Linked DNA regions of Zea mays: region 2 is linked to region 1. Evidence: chromatin contacts called from public Hi-C data. All regions are on one chromosome and are shown on one strand. Each heading gives the region's core, a stretch centred on a gene start, on an enhancer-like site or on the middle of the called end of the contact. The rest is flanking DNA. Distances are from core to core; before and after follow the strand shown. Region 1 holds the start of LOC100280571. Region 2 holds the start of LOC100193698.

Region 1 (2,995 bases), core at 225-2,724:
GTGAGAAAAGTAAATACTTTGCAACTTGAGAACCATAGTTCTTCCAGTTATAGTTCACTGTCCTGATCTCTACATGCCAAATTACTAGTGTAATTGAGGCATCAAGTTATGAATTGAAATGTTTGTACATCAACTGAAAGCAACAAGGATACATTTTCGGATCGGCAGAGCAGCTAAATAGAACTAAAAGGTTCCAGAAATTGATATACTAACACAGCATACCTTTGTGAAAAAAATACTGATGACTGACGTGTCAGTTTTTTTCAAAAAAAAAGACTGACACGCCACATACAGAAAACAGCATGTGTTAAACTAGTTTAAACATGAACATTGAGGACAATGAAAACAAAAGGTTTCATCCATAAATAAAACATGTTAATCTTTTTCTCAGTGAAGGCTGTTCTGTCATTGTTCTACCTCACATTAATGACGCGTCGAACTAGAAAATTAATTAATTCATGTAACTTGATGTGTTGATCGAACTAGAAAACAGTTCATTCATGTAACTTGATGTGTTCCAATGATTATTCCCCATGACATTTGTGTTAAGAGTAATTTTTTATATTCTTTCTGAACAACTTGTTCTAGCTATGCAACAACACTTCACATTAATAGCAAGCATGAAAAGGACGAGTGACGAATCCTACATGCTAGCTGTTTCTCAGTATCCCGTCAATGTTTGTGTTTATGTTGCTAACTACTCGTTACACCAGTTACTGAATGGAGAGGAAAAAAAAACTGACATGCCACCCTCATCTTCCCATTTTTGGTAGGAAAAACTAAGCATTTGACATAGTGCAAATCTAAAAGTTGCTAATTAATCCTTTCATTAGAGAGAAAGGTAAAATCATAAAACGATATGCACAACACAGTAAGAGCCAAACCCCCTGCACGTCGTCAACGACCATCTGTAGTACTACCTAAAAAGTGAGAACGGAACCAATTCATTTCCATGTAACAACGTCGTAACATCTCATATCTGCCCCACCCCTCAAGCACTGAACTAACACAAGGGTTATTCAGGTTGGCTTGCATAGAAACTTGTTGGTTCAGCTCTATATACCAAAAGGAGGGAAGAAAGAAACAACAACAACATAAGAGTAGGGAAGAAAGAAAGCAGTAGGACCTGCACTGCACGAGGTGGGAGGGTCCTTCTGCAGATCCTTGAGCTCCTTCTGAATCCTCTTTGACGCCATCTCCTCCTTCCTGTGCCCTCCTGTTTCCAGTAAAAAGAAACAAGAAACAAGCAATCAGGTTTTGCCATGAAAAGCTAAGCTCAGGGCATATCAGAGACGCCCCTCCTATTTCTTTGGGGCGAAAATAAAAAAAAAGGAGAGAAACATACCTGCCTAGCTGAAGAACTGCTTTTCTCCTTCGCTTCTAGCTCTCGTCTTCCTCTCTCTTCTCAAGGATCAAGCAAATAATGGAGTTGGGGATGGGGAAAGGAACCGGGACAAGGGCATATACGTAAATGGGTTTCCTCTGAACGCTGCTGGTTTGCGTGCTGGCTTTATTTATGCAGCTTCATCGAACCAGCGCTTCTTTCCTGGGGCCCTCCCTTACTTTAGTGGCTACGATGCGATACCATTACCATGGCTGACTATGAAAGCGCCCGGCATCAATTGCTATCCACTAGCTACTCGTCGCAGAGAATTATTCTCTTCGATTTTCGCCTCTCATAACAAAATAAAAAAAAAATTGGCGGAGTAGGCGTGTAGCCGACGTGCAAGGTTGACGCCGGACTGTCCCTGATCCACTCACCAGCCAGAAGCTCCGCTCTGCGCTCGCCCACAGATTCCTCTGATTGGGACAGGCTGATTGATTCCTCGTGGCCTATCTGTCAGTGGCCGGACGGCGGAATCCAATTCTGGCGTGGGAAACCAATTGCCGCCGTGGAACACAGCTGCTGCTTGCTCGCTTCTAGGAAGGTTCTCGAGTTCCGGGGCGTGAAAGGAGTCTGAGAAGTGTAGCTACCAAGGGAAAGGTCAACGAAAACGTTGGCATCTTTGAATTTGATTGTACACAGAATGATAACACCATATGAACGATGCATGTATAATTTGAGGAGTTTTTTTTTTGTTATTATAGCATTCAGTTAAACTGTCTTCTCTCTTCTATTATCCTTAAATCTAACTTCTCTAAAATAGTATTTGTTGAAGAGCCTCTATTGTTGAAGGTCCTCGAAGTGTTTTATTATGTTTCAGGTACTACCAAAGAATGGTGAAGCTAGACTTTGTCCAAACTAGCGTACCAAAAGCGGAGGCGAAGCAGAAGAGCTTCAGCTCCGAAGGGCTGATACAAGAAAGTGATTGAAGGAAAGAGCTCAGATCAGTGGCATCGATGCACGAAACAGATGAGAAAAAGAAGAATCCTTAATATAGACCGGCTCGATAGAAAGGAGAAAGGACAACTTTACCCTACAAAATTCATAGATCATATAAATAGGGCTTGGACATACTTGTAATTTCATATGAACTTTTACTTCACCACTATAAATATAGGATCGGTGTCATTGAGAGCACCTAGAGGGTGGCACCGGACGATTTGATGATTTATAGCGGTGGGACCCAGCGCTGGCCCTAGCAGGGTCGAGCAGTGCCCCCGACCGGGGCCCCCAAATTAGTGGGGCCTCACACCATTGTACTAAATAACAGTATATATATATATTGTATAGGTTTGTCTGTTAGCTTTATAAAATTTTTAAATGCCTAATTATAAGTCAACAACACGACAGCAACAAGCAATGATAATTAGGCATAGCCTATCAATCTTGATTTCTATATTCTAGTAGTAGTACTTCATAGTCTCAGGCTCAACCACCTAGCTCTCAGCGTATAACGAGACAACGACGTTTGACGTTTCATCTCTATTTCTCGCACAGTTGTAGACAATATATATATATATATACACACTATATTTTTGTGTAATAATAATTATTATAAAGGGCCTCCTTTATAAGTCTTGTCCTGGGCCTCTAAAATGCCAGGACCGGCAC
Region 2 (3,395 bases), core at 758-3,257, 250 kb before region 1:
AAAACAAATATAGACCTTTCAATGGAAATGGTTTAACTAGTTAATGATTGAAAATACTCTGTGCACACATAGCTGAATAAGTGTAAGTTGGAAAAGATTGAACGTATTTGAGGGGTGTATATCACCAAGTTAGCAAAATTGGAGGGTTGAATGTACAGGTATATTTCCAGAATCCACGAAGGCATTGATTTGTGAAGTTCGTATGCAGAATTTGGAGCCAAAAGAGCTGTTTTGACGTTGATCGTACTGCACTATGATGACATAGAGTGTCAAACATTTCAAGTATGGACTTATGTTCTGTGTACTCCAAATGGTGAGCAACATAATTTAGGTTATGAGGACTTAAAGTTACATATAACTGGTTTCCCTGGAGACATGTTGTTACATTACACCATGTTCTTTTTAATTTGTATGCAGCGATATGTAGCATGGATAGTAACGCAGCGGAATTTACAAAACGTCAAGTACACCGTTGGATTTTTAGGATATTTTTCTTTAATCATGTGTAAACAGTATTCAGGTGCCATGGTTGGTGTCCTGGAAGGTAGGAAGATTAAAAAAAAGGGAATTGCATTTTGCATTCTGGATCTTGGCAAATCGTGCTTGACAGAAGAAAAGAAAATTCTATGAACCACCGCATCATTACCATTAACAGTATATATTAAGGCTAAGGTACTCTTTCCCAGATGATAAACTGGTTACTTTTGAAAGACACTTTGGGAGTTCATTGCACTAGCATATAGTGGCATATATCTGCTGTCTTGTGTTAGCATGGACAGCACTACCAAATAAGCAGATGGATATATAGAGACGTTTATAATGTACGCATACAGATATTGCAGCCTCTGAGAAGCATGGACGTGTTCATCTTCTATGCCTACAACTGCAAGGCCATCTCAAAACCAGAGTCTGACTGAGCTAAATTGCAATCTGGATGAGTACATTATAAACACTTCATCCATTTCCATCTACCATTCTCGTCGTCGCCCACCCTCTTGCTCTTGGGCAGCATAACTGCGCAAGTTGTTGTAAAAAAATGACAAGTTCAGATGCATATTGGCACATCCGAGCAAAAAACACGACTAAGGGTATAGATGAGCACACCACCAAAACTAAGGGCATCAAATTAAAAAACCCTATTTGAAATGCCATATGGGGCCGTTTTGAGCGTGAGCCCAGTATTGTTCGTTGCATAAACCAGTTACGTACTCATATGCGAGCTGATTGGGGAACGACGACCAGGACCAGCGCGAAGTATTTTGTCTTATATGAAATCATCAGCCAGTGATAAGAAACATGCGGGTCCCAGGTAGCCAAGGAATATTCAAAAATAATAATAATGCATGAACAAAAAAGTTAACGACTAACGGGCTGACGGCTAATCACACATCTAGACAGGAAGAAGAAGAAGAACACGGAAGATGCAACGAAGGCTAAGACTTGGAACGGAGAAATATATGGTTCTGGTGTAATCTTAATCTTCTGCAGCGATCCATGTCAGCTGCCACCTCAGAACCTGCAGGCCACAACCGATCCATCCAAGATTCCTACAGAAGTTCTTGACTAGCGCAGCCCACGTAATCGCGGAAACAAGAAACACCAGATAAAAACTGAGAGAGCCAAGAGACATACCGCGCCGAAATGTCCGGCTCTCCTCTATAACTCCCACCCTCGCCTGTCGAATCCGAAACAAGATCTGACGAGATGAAAAGAAAAGAAAACGAAAGCAAAGCATGGTCAGAGATCGCAAACCGGTCGCAGCGAGCACACAGCAACCTATCAGATCAAACAAACTCGGGGGAACAGAAGCCAATAACAGCAGCAGGTGGGAATCAGAATCCAGACCAAGACGCGGGAGGAGGTTACCTGAACCGAAAGGACGGGTGAAATCGCGTGCTCGGCGAGAACCTGACCCAGAGACCGGAGGTTTCTTTCTTCTCGACTAGGCTGGTGTGTGGTGTGTGGTGTGGGCAGCGTTAGAAACGCACTCGACCCTCGAGCGAGCGAGCGAGCCAGCAACCATGGTCTCGTCCTTTTTGGAGCCTCTGCACCGCACTGCACTGCACTGCAGCATCTACCCCGACGCCTAGAAAGCCCTCCGTTTCGCGTACCTTATTACGAGAACGCCACCGAATCGAAACACCGCTCCCGCGTCCCGCCCCTGCGAGCGCGACGGCGCGAGGTACGGCGGCCACAGTGCAGCGGCTGCCACGCGGGCCCCGCGAGGGCGTGGTCCGAGCTGGCGAGCCGTGGGAGCCAGCTGGGCAGCGCGGCCGGCGTTTTTGTCTCGTCCGTGCGCTGACGCGTCGGGGGCTCTGTCGTTGGTGTTCCCGCCTTAAAGCTAGTGAGCCAGGGATGTTGTGTGCCCATGTTCCAGGTTTGGATCTACAACAACAGTAGTTAGCTGGCTAATACTAGTAGCTCACAGCTAATATTATTTGGATACCTATTACAGCTAATGTTGGTTATATAACTGTTATGTGACTATCTATTAGCCGTATGTTATTTGGATGCACCAGTAAAAATATATATACATGAGTTGTTTTATATCTATAATGTCTTCTCTTTTCTACAGTCAAATATGTGTTGTTAATAGAACATGTGGACAGACGTAGATGGTAGAATTAAAGCGTTTTTTTGATCGACTAGATACTATTAGCTAGATTGAGATATGTAAGGATCGGGTATGTCTGAAAAGGAGTGAATGGACTTATAGACACGTTAAAACAACACTTAGGTCTAGTTTTGAACTCTATTTTTTCAAGAGATTCCTATTTTTCCAAAGAAAAATGGACTAATTTTTTTGGGAAAAAAATGAAAATCACTTAGAAAAATGAGGTTTTCAAATGGCTGGTTTGGTGACCAAGAAAATATAGGGGATCCATGGGTTGAATAGCGAGGGGATTCCTCCCCATATGAATCCCCTTCCCATTTCCCTGATCACCGAAACATCTTTTAAGAGTTATGTTAGCAACGGTGTGATATTGTCGTTTGTAGCGCGGCACTATCTGCCTCGGAGTTGCGAGATGCACAAATTTAATCGATTTCACAATCCAAAATATACTAAAAATTAGATCCAGTAAATTACTAGGATTTCTAAGACAAAGAAGAGCCTAGTTAGTGTTCACCACTTGAAGGTTGTTGTAGACGCACAAATTAATAGATCAGGACAGTCGGTGTTTCTAATTATCACTGGCGAGTAAAATTGTATATGTGTGTTTTAGGTCTGGATGGCGCGTGCTTACTGCACGCAAGAGTTATACTAGCCTCGGCGCAAGAGTAAAGTTTTAAGAGTTATACTAGTCTGGATGGCCCTTTCGTCTGCCTCCGTCTCTCCCGACCCCTCGGTAGGACGCGAGGGGGGGGGGGGGGTTGTCATCATATAGGTATGGTGA

What was found. Hi-C and Micro-C count contacts between places; a contact is called where the count stands out from the background.
Region 2: a contact with region 1 is called in a Hi-C map of leaf, with 3 times the contacts expected there. The contact joins the promoter of LOC100193698 here to the promoter of LOC100280571 in region 1. A contact is called at or near these places in 4 of 25 Hi-C or Micro-C datasets (ear, endosperm and leaf) and 1 of 3 datasets of contacts at active chromatin or transcription factors (leaf).

The regions. Positions count from the first base shown.
Region 1 is chr3:218,062,790-218,065,784 of Zm-B73-REFERENCE-NAM-5.0, reverse strand. It overlaps LOC100280571, which reads right to left and starts at 1,474. Exons shown (of 5, transcript NM_001153490.1): 1 at 1,346-1,474; 2 at 1,127-1,216. The coding sequence starts at 1,196.
Region 2 is chr3:218,315,486-218,318,880 of Zm-B73-REFERENCE-NAM-5.0, reverse strand. It overlaps LOC100193698, which reads right to left and starts at 2,007. Exons shown (of 4, transcript NM_001352264.1): 1 at 1,867-2,007; 2 at 1,633-1,696. LOC111591142 (a long non-coding RNA gene) reads left to right here. Exons shown (of 2, transcript XR_002750323.1): 2 at 209-467.